Regions from separate parts of the Sus scrofa genome. Here regions 1 and 3 are each linked to region 2. The links are chromatin contacts, called in public Hi-C maps. All regions are on one chromosome and are shown on one strand. Each heading gives the region's core, a stretch centred on a gene start, on an enhancer-like site or on the middle of the called end of the contact. The rest is flanking DNA. Distances are from core to core; before and after follow the strand shown. Region 1 holds the start of CBR3 (carbonyl reductase 3). Region 2 holds the start of MORC3 (MORC family CW-type zinc finger protein 3). Region 3 holds the start of DOPEY2 (protein dopey-2).

What was found. Hi-C and Micro-C count contacts between places; a contact is called where the count stands out from the background.
Region 1: a Hi-C map of liver shows a contact between it and region 2, with 5 times the contacts expected there. The contact joins the promoter of CBR3 here to the promoter of MORC3 in region 2. A contact is called at or near these places in 1 of 5 promoter capture datasets (liver), 1 of 47 Hi-C or Micro-C datasets (liver) and 1 of 2 datasets of contacts at active chromatin or transcription factors (alveolar macrophages).
Region 3: a Hi-C map of skeletal muscle shows a contact between it and region 2, with 3 times the contacts expected there. The contact joins the promoter of DOPEY2 here to the promoter of MORC3 in region 2. A contact is called at or near these places in 1 of 5 promoter capture datasets (liver), 5 of 47 Hi-C or Micro-C datasets (heart right ventricle, liver, mesenteric adipose tissue and 1 more) and 2 of 2 datasets of contacts at active chromatin or transcription factors (alveolar macrophages and skeletal muscle).

Annotation. Positions count from the first base shown.
Region 1 is chr13:199,829,361-199,832,338 of Sscrofa11.1, reverse strand. CBR3 (carbonyl reductase 3) reads right to left here and starts at 1,649. Exons shown (of 3, transcript NM_001244732.1): 1 at 1,213-1,649. The coding sequence starts at 1,501.
Region 2 is chr13:199,995,654-199,998,353 of Sscrofa11.1, reverse strand. MORC3 (MORC family CW-type zinc finger protein 3) reads right to left here and starts at 1,410. Exons shown (of 17, transcript XM_003132764.4): 1 at 1,062-1,410. The coding sequence starts at 1,100.
Region 3 is chr13:199,846,496-199,849,422 of Sscrofa11.1, reverse strand. DOPEY2 (protein dopey-2) reads right to left here and starts at 1,401. Exons shown (of 39, transcript XM_003132763.4): 1 at 1,218-1,401.

The DNA of each region.
Region 1 (2,978 bases), core at 400-2,899, 170 kb after region 2:
TTTCTAACGAGTTCCCAGGTGATGCCACAGCCACTGGTCCGCGAGCCACACTTCGAGAACTCTTGGCTTTGATCACTGCTGCTCAATCTCGAACGGGCAGAGGAGGCACCAGGAGAATTCTGTTAAAATGCAAATTATAATTCAAGTGTAGGGCGAGGCTGGAGATTCTGCGATTTCAGTGAGCGCTCAGGGTCACAGGTGCTGCTGGTCGACCGCCCACACGCTGAGGGGCGAGAGCTTCCAGCTGAGGTCAGCGTTCCCCGGTGGTGGGGGAAGCTGGCTATTTATCCGCTGTCGGCTCCAGGTGGGTGTTGGGTACCTCCTGCCCTCGCGTCTAGAAATCCCGCAGACTGAGTTGCCGGTGGGCCGCACTTGCGAAGCCCCAGGCCAAGCGGATGAAGGTTTAACGCTTCACAATGTTTCATTTTCTTGGGTTCTGCCTCTTAGATTTCCCTTCCGCACTAGGTTTGCATGCGACACTGGCCTGTTCATTTCTATCTGCAGCGCATGGAAGATCAATGACTTTCCTACTGGAGTAGTAACTTCTTTGATTCCCGCCCCCTCCCCCCCGGAAGATGCTACTTAAAACCACGCTTATATGTTTGATAACAAACCTAGGTTCTCTGGGGGGTGGGAACCATGCTCGCTTCCTTTGTGCTAGAGCCTATCAAAGCTCTCGATTAAACAGACTTAAGTCCACTAACTTGCAAGTGCGCGCTAATCGTGTCTCTGAGATTCACTTCCTGTCCGGAGCAGATGCCGCCCGATATCTATGAATGCGCCTTTTCATGGAAAGCGAAAGCCCGGCAAGCTTGGAGCTTGGAGACCCTTCTCTGAGAAAATGTTTCTTGCATTAGAAAACTGATGAGCTTGGCAGGGCGTGGCTCCCTCCCAGGAGACCGATTCTCTTGCAAACCTCAGCAGCTGACGGTCCTGGGAGGGCCCTGGGTTGCTCACTGGCGCGCACAGGCCCGCACAGGCCGGCGGGCGGGCGGGGCGCGCTGTGCCAGGCACCCGGGCGGGTCTTGTGCTAAACGAACAGCTCCAGAGACTCCGTAGAAAACGAAAAACCGCCGCGCGAGGCGAGACCTGAGCGCGTCCCGAGCGGCGGGCGCTGCTTTCCCGATCAATCAAGTGGACGTGTGGGGGGCGCCTGCGGCTCGCTGTCCCGCACCCTGGACGAGCCCGGGGACCTCCCACCCCCTCACCTACTCTTGAAAGCGATGCCCGCGTTGTTGACCAGCACGTTGAGTCCCCCATACTCCTTGCGCAGGAAGTCGCGCAGGGCGCGGATGCTCTGCAGGTCGTCGATGTCCAGCTGGTGGAAACGCGGGCTCAGGCCCTCGGCCTGCAGCTGCTGCACCGCCGCCCGGCCCCGAGCAGCGTCCCGCGAGGTGAGCACCACATCCCCCGAGAACTGCCGGCACAGATCACGCGCGATGGCGAAGCCGATGCCCTTGTTGGCGCCAGTCACCAACGCCACGCGGGTGTAGGACGACATGGCCGGGTGTGGGGCGAGCGGGACCTTTTGGTGGAGAGCTGACTGGGCTGTGGGCCACCGGTTCCGCGCGTTTCGGAGGCTCTGCCAACAGTCAGAGAAGCCAGGAAGAACTGTGTTCTAGGATCCAGTGCTGTGAGTTGCAGAGAATGAGGCTCCGGTCCTCGGTTCCTCCCCTCCTAGGAGGGGCCGCTGTTCCTGAAGGTTTCGTAACGCCCCATTCTCCGGTCCGCCCCCTCCCAGCGCTTCGACCTCCTTTGATCCCGCCTCTAAGCCAAACATTGATCCGCGGGGTGAAGTTGTTCCTGCAAAGCAAAACCGGACGGTGATGGGTCGATAGGGTCTAGAGAGTCACTGCAGTTGGATTGAAGGAACTATTGTAGGAGAACCCAAAAGGAGAAAAACAAATGCTGAGTAATTTTCTTGGGCGTGCGCCCGTGAGCCGCTGCAAAATGAGGGTGTTTGATTTTTCCTTGAATACACTGAAATTATTTCGACACGGTAATTGGATCTCAGGACAGAGATTCCCGTTTCTCGCTTAGGAGATGCGCAAGAGAGGGAATGAGAGAAAAGAGGTCCCGTGAGCAGCTTTGCAGGTGTGGGCAGGTTACCTAGCTCTGTGGGATTCCCAGGGCGCCCCCATGTGGGAGAGAATGTGTATGAAACTCTCACTGTGTGCCAAGCCTCTTAGGAGGCTTTTATTCATTTCACATAACTACTTTGGCTGCGAAGTGTGTGCATTTTAGGTTTATCCAAGGAGGTTACATATGTGTGTGTGTGTGTATAATTTTTTTTCCTTCCGGTGAAATCTCTGTTCTCACGAAGTTCAACTGAATACAAATCGCCAAAGAGTGTCATGGTGTGGACAAGCAATTAGAACACTCCTAGCCACCTTCTTTAGTGTAACCCAGGTGCATTTGATTCGAGTGGGTTTGATTAGTGACTTTTAGATTTATGGAGAGCTGTGATCTCATTGTGACTCAGCTTTCCCCAGGCACATTGGGCTAAGCTGTCACCTTGACTCTACTTTCTCCAAGTCAACATGTGAGGTCAGGAGGTGGGTGCTTTCTGTGGCTCAGTCAGTGTTTTCTTTTTTTTTCCTCTAAAGATTATTTGGAATTCTATTTTATCTTATTTTTTTCTCTTTTGGCCACATCCATGGTATGAAGAAGTTCCCAGGCCAGGGATGGAACCCCTACCACAGCAGCGACCTGAGCTGCTGCAGTGATCCTTACCTTGCTGTGCTGCAAGAGAACTTCAAAACTCAATTTTAAAGATATGGGGCTATTCAGGTTTTCTATTTCTTCTTGAGTGAGCTTGACTCATGTTTTTCAAAAATTCGTATATTTCATCTAAGTTTTGTTGACTTGAACAGTAGCAGCCCATAAACTCGGATATGTTTTCAATTTTAAGCAGTTTAAAATATCTTTTTGATATCTTCCTTGACTGAGGGTATTTAGAAGTATATCTTTTAGTTTCC
Region 2 (2,700 bases), core at 161-2,660:
AAGGAAAATAGAAAAATGTGCAAAGACTATGAATAGAGAAACTTTCAACTCCACAAACAGTCAAGTAAATATAAAGTAAACCCAGATACATTTCACACTCAGCAGGAAAGATGTTCCGGTCTGATGATACCAGGTCTAGGCAGTAATCTGACTAAATGAATGAAACTCAAAGGGGAAAAAAACGCCACTTCTGAAGCAAAGGTATTACAATGTGAATGAAATACTTAATGAGACGGGAGCTGCCATTCCTCGGCCAGGGCCAACATCCTCAAGGGAAGAGGTACTTTTTTTGCATAACAACGCCAACTTTTAAAGTATAACCAGGCAGGAAGGCCACGCCTACATTTTAGGCTTTTTAATTCAGACTGAGTGACTGCTCCCTCGGATTTAAGATTCCTAGATATTAAACGGGCTGAAGGATTTCCAAGAACCCGAGGCGCTCCGGAACCAACACGACCCGCAGACTAGAGGGGAAACGGGAGAGCTGGTGGTGACCTAGCGATTTGGGCTGGAGGGCTTGACGGGTCGGAAGCGGCTGGAATTTAAACGAATCACGAAGGCTAGCGGCAGTTCGCTCCCCCGGACCCACCGCCGGGAGGTCAAGCCCGCCGGGCATTTCTGGCCACAGACTGCCCCCCGCTCGCCCTCCGGGACGCCCCGCGGGCCCGCAGGCCGGGAAGGGTCCGGGGACCCGCGGTCTGAGGGGCGTGCGGGTTGGCCGCCGAGGCCGCGCCCTCAGACAACAGCTGCGGGCCAGCCAAGAGGGAGCCAGGAGGAGGGGCTGCGGGCCCGGCCCGCCCCGAAGCCGCGGAAGCAAAAGAGAAACCTAACGCCCAAGAAACGAAACTCAGCCCGTCCCGCGTAGCCCGGCCGGGCCCTGCCCGCCACGGAGCCGCTCCGCCGTCGGGAGCGAGATGGCCGCCGCCTCCCCAGGTCCGGCCACGGCCCCAGCCGCCGCGCCCGGCCGACAAGTCGCCACCGCCCACTGCCGGCCCCCCCCCGCTTGCCCGCCTGCCCGCCCTCCTGGGACACGGCCCGCTCCACCCCTCGCGGCTGCTCACCGCACTGAGGCGGATCCCGCTGGGTGACTGCGCCGCCATCTTAAGCGAGCTACAAAGCCAGGACCGGCCTCGGCCGCAATCCGACTGGGAGACCGCGGCGGACTACTATGGATCTCGAGTCCCCGCCCACTTCCGGGGCGGGTCGCGCGGGCGGTCCCGCCCACCCACTTCCGCCTCCCGGCGCGGGGGAGTTGGGAATGTAGAGGAGGTAAATTCCTCCAGGGGTTCAGGGAGAGAGAGAGAGACTCGCTGGGGAGCTGGTTCTAGCTCAGCGGCCCTGCGAGATAGGGCGCATGCGTGAGGCGCCTCAGGCAGGAACAAGTGACTGTATTAAGTGGACCTGGAGGCTTTGTCAAGCGGTAATCAGTATGGAGGCTGCAAAAGAACAAAGAGCTTTTTGGGGCGGGGGGGGTGTCTTGGGAATTGTAATTGGGGATACACGGGTTCCAGCAAAATAGAAGGGTGTTGAGGGGAGAGAAAGGCTTATAAATGCAAAACCCACAAGGTTGTTAAAGTTGTCTTGCAGAAATTATGATTGACTCTGATACACAAAGGAAATATTTGTTCCTAAGGGATAGACTGTCACAGGTTATTTAGGGTAAGGGCCTGATAAGTACCTTGAATTTCTGAAACGTTGAGCAGATGTTCCGGATACCTTTCCTAGAAGATAAGTGGTCAAAAGATCAGCTTATGTGTGGGCAGAGACTTACATAAGTCACACTTCCTCAACGGCTTCTGGCTCCGTTTTAGAGAGTTCTTAGCAATACCAACTCCTTTGGGTTTTCCTTTAGCTGCTTGAGGATCCCAGGTTTGAAGTCTTGTGCTAGAGACCCAAAAAAATGCACTCCGTTGACCTGGCTGGCCGTGAATTACACTGAAAAAAAGCAATTGAAACCTTATTGATGAAATGAAGACTGCGTCTTTTGGGTTTACTGTGAAATTATCATCCTTCATCCTTATAAAAAGAATCCTTTCTCCTATGAGATTTATCAAGTCCTTTTGCTTGGGCGCATTTATTCCCTGCCCACGTTTTCCTGGACATTGGACTAAGTTAGCAGGATATAAAAATGAATTGGTCAAGGCTGTCAAACACTGCAGTTTGAGAATTTAAGTTATTTATTTATGTATTTATTTTTGTCTTTTTGCCATTTCTAGGGCCGCACCTGCGACATATGGAGTTTCCCTGGCTAGGGATCAAATCGGAGCTGTAGCCGCCGGCCTACAGCAGAGCCACAGCAACGTGTGGGATCAGAGCCCCAGCTGTGAGCTACACCACAGCTCACCACCCCCCATCCTTAACCAACTGAGTGAGGCCAGGGATCAAACCCCCAACCTCATGGTTCCTAATCGGATTGGTTAACCACTGAGCCATGATGGGAACTCCTAAGTTTTTTTTTTTTTAATATCCATTGAATTTTTATAATTGTCAAAGTAATACATTTTCTTTGTAAAAACTGAAATAGTACAGAAATATAAAACACAAAATTTACCTCAATCTCTTCAACAGAGCATATAAACAATTTGGTGTACATGACTCCAGATTTACTATATGCTAATTGTTATTTACTATAGGGGACTGGACCTTATGCACTCATGTGCAACTTGCACTATTGTTTTGTTTCGTTTTCTTTTTTGGACA
Region 3 (2,927 bases), core at 152-2,651, 150 kb after region 2:
TTCAATAGCTCAGTAAAACTGATAAGAATTCTACAGCCTGGTAACAATTAGATACACAGGGGAAGAGTAGTATAAACAAGCCTATCAGAGCATATGTATCCGCCCAAAAAAAGGCAAATGTCAGCAGGAAATGGCTCACCTTATCCATTCTTAATTTCTTAGAAAAACAAATTCGAGTGAAAAGCCAACCAGCTAGATCCAACACAAGTTAATTTAAAAGATGTTTGCGTGAAAGACCATTTCTGAGTTAGATGAAAACACAAAAAACTGTCAAACAGTCACTCTCCACAATTGGGGACACTTATCAATAGATAATGATCCTTAGTCTCCAGCACAGAAAGGCTCATCTGCAATTGGCTTAATCAACTCTAGGGCATATTATTTTGAGTCGGGTCTTTCAGGGTGGTAATTAAATTGTAGTGGAAAAAAATGCAAGACACGAATGGGGGCAAGATTTGGGGGGAGAGGAGCGCCTCCACTGGCTTACCAAAAAAATCCTACAAAGGTTCTCCCACTGTAGGACAGCTGTCCCAGGTTAAGGAAACACCTGCGGGTAACAGCCTTCATAAGCAGCTGCGGTGAGGTGCTCAAGGACCAGCCAGGGCGGCAGCAGCCTGCAATCCTGCCAGACGCAGGGGCCAGGAGGGCAGGCAGAGCGCGCACTGCGGCTCGAATCCCTTCTGGGGACGGTCTGAAAGACTCGGGGTGGGGGGGTGGGAGGTGGTCCCTTAACAGAAAAGCCATTATCTTATAAAGGTCTCGATCCCCAAACCTGCTCCCCAACAGGACTGCGGGCAAACAAAGCCGCAGCTTCAACATCCGCCGCTGAGGTGAGAAGCGGGAAGGCGGTGACCCACCTGACCTCCACCTGCCAGAGGAGAGGCCGCGTCGGCCCGGCCGCTCTTCCTTCGCCTCGGGGAGCCAGGGAACTGGCAGGGGACCCCATTCAGCCTCCCGGGCTGCCCCTTGGGGGTCCTGGGCCGGAGCCCACGCCCACTCGGGGCCTCGTTAGGGCAGCCCCCGCACTGCAGCAGTGTGCGCCGCGGGTCCGGGCAGTGCTCGGGGGGAACCACCACCTGCACGCCAAGACCGCCTCACCGCGCTGCCCGAACCCTGTGCACCCGGGGGAAACGCCCCTGACGCTCGCGGGCCCGCAGGAGGAGACGCCCCGGTTCCCTCGGCTTCGCCTGGCGGCCGAGGGCGCGGGCCCGACTTACCGGGGGTGGCGGCCTTTCTCGGCGGGCTCGCCGAAGGGAGGCGCGGAAGAGCCGACCTGCACACGACTGGTAGAGCCGTGGGCAGCTGCGGCACGGCGAAGAGCCGAGACCGCGGAGGAAGCGCCGCGTCGGAGCCCCAGCCGCCGCGGCTCCAGGACACTGGGCGGGCTGGGAGGCGGATCTTCGGCGCGTGGGGGCGGGGCCATGGGGCGGGCTCTTGGCGCGTGGGGCGTGGCCTATGAGGGCGTGGCCTATGAGGGCTGGGTCGAGAAGCAGACCCTCGGCTCATGGGGGCGGGGCCAAGGGAGGGGGTCCTCTGCAGGCAGGACCGGGCAGACCTGGGAGGCGTGTCCTCGGCGCACGGGGGCGGGGCCAAGGGAGAACCCTCAGTGCGTAGGGCAGAGCCGAGGGCGCATCCTCGACGCTCGGGGCAGGGCCGGGAGGCGGGCCCTTGACTTGGGGGCGGGACCAGAAGACGGTACCGAAGCAAGCGGGGCGGGCCCTGGGGGCGCGTCCTCAGCGCGCGGGGGAGGGTCCTAGGTGCCCACTCCCCAGCGTCAGGCTTCCACCCCACCCTTCCGCCGCTTTCCCTCAGTGGGCGCCGCTCACTGCCTGAACAGCTAGGTCCCGCCCTCGCCACGGGTCTGCTCCTGGGAAGGTCTAACACAGGTGGGCAGGATGGCTCCGCCCCTCACCTGGGCCTTTCTTCACCCCTCCAATCTCATACACCCAAATAGAAAGGGACATCGGTCAGTGAATCGGCCTGCCCAAGGAGAGGTTTGGAGTTACAAAGACAGCCGTTGGACTCAAGAAAGATGGGGCTGGTGGCACTGAGACATGGGGACCACACCCAAACCCTCGGGGAGGTAGCGGAACGAACCCTTCCCTACAAGCTCTGACCACAGCAGGTTTAGGGACCCTGGCTAAGGTGCCTCAGCCGCACGGGCCACACTTTTCTGACCCTCGGCATCAGAGGAAAGAGTTTAGCTATGTGGGCTCTGGCTCAGAAAAGAGACCCGCATCAAGTCTAAATGGGATTTCTATTTTCGGATAGCTCTAACCTCTTCCTCTCATCCTCAAGAGCCTTTGGATCTGGACAGTCCAGACCGAACCTGGCCTGACTGCTGCAGAGCAAGATGCACCTTGATGACAGGAATCAGACAAAGTTCACCTGATATCCTGCTTGCACCTGCTGGGGCTCTCAGCCAACCAAAGCAGTGCCATCTGTTGGTTGAGGTTGTGATTTCTCCAAGCGGCCTCTTAACAGTTTAACCCCTCACCATTCCTTAGGAATTTTCAGATCTAGTCTGGGGTTCGTGAATGCTAGGCCATCCATGAAAGAGTTGAGGGTGGTGAGCATAGGGTGTCCACAAACATGTTGAAATTGTGTAGAATATTTAGTGTAAGTGTATATTTTCTGGAGAAAGAGTATATAGTTTGTATCAAATCCCCAAGAGGATCTATTGCTTCCCCCAAAACACCAAGAATATTCGAATAGTTTGGGATGTTGAACCTCTGGCCCAACCAGGCTGCTGCTACTGCTGCTTTTATTTATTTATGGCTGCACTGGTGATGTATGCAAGTTCTGGGGCCAAGAATTGAATCTGAGCCACAGCTGTGAACTATAGAAATGCCAGATCCTTAACCTGATTTCAGAGAGAGCAGTGAGTGATGCTTTGAAGCAAGATCTTAATTCTCTGCTCAGGAATT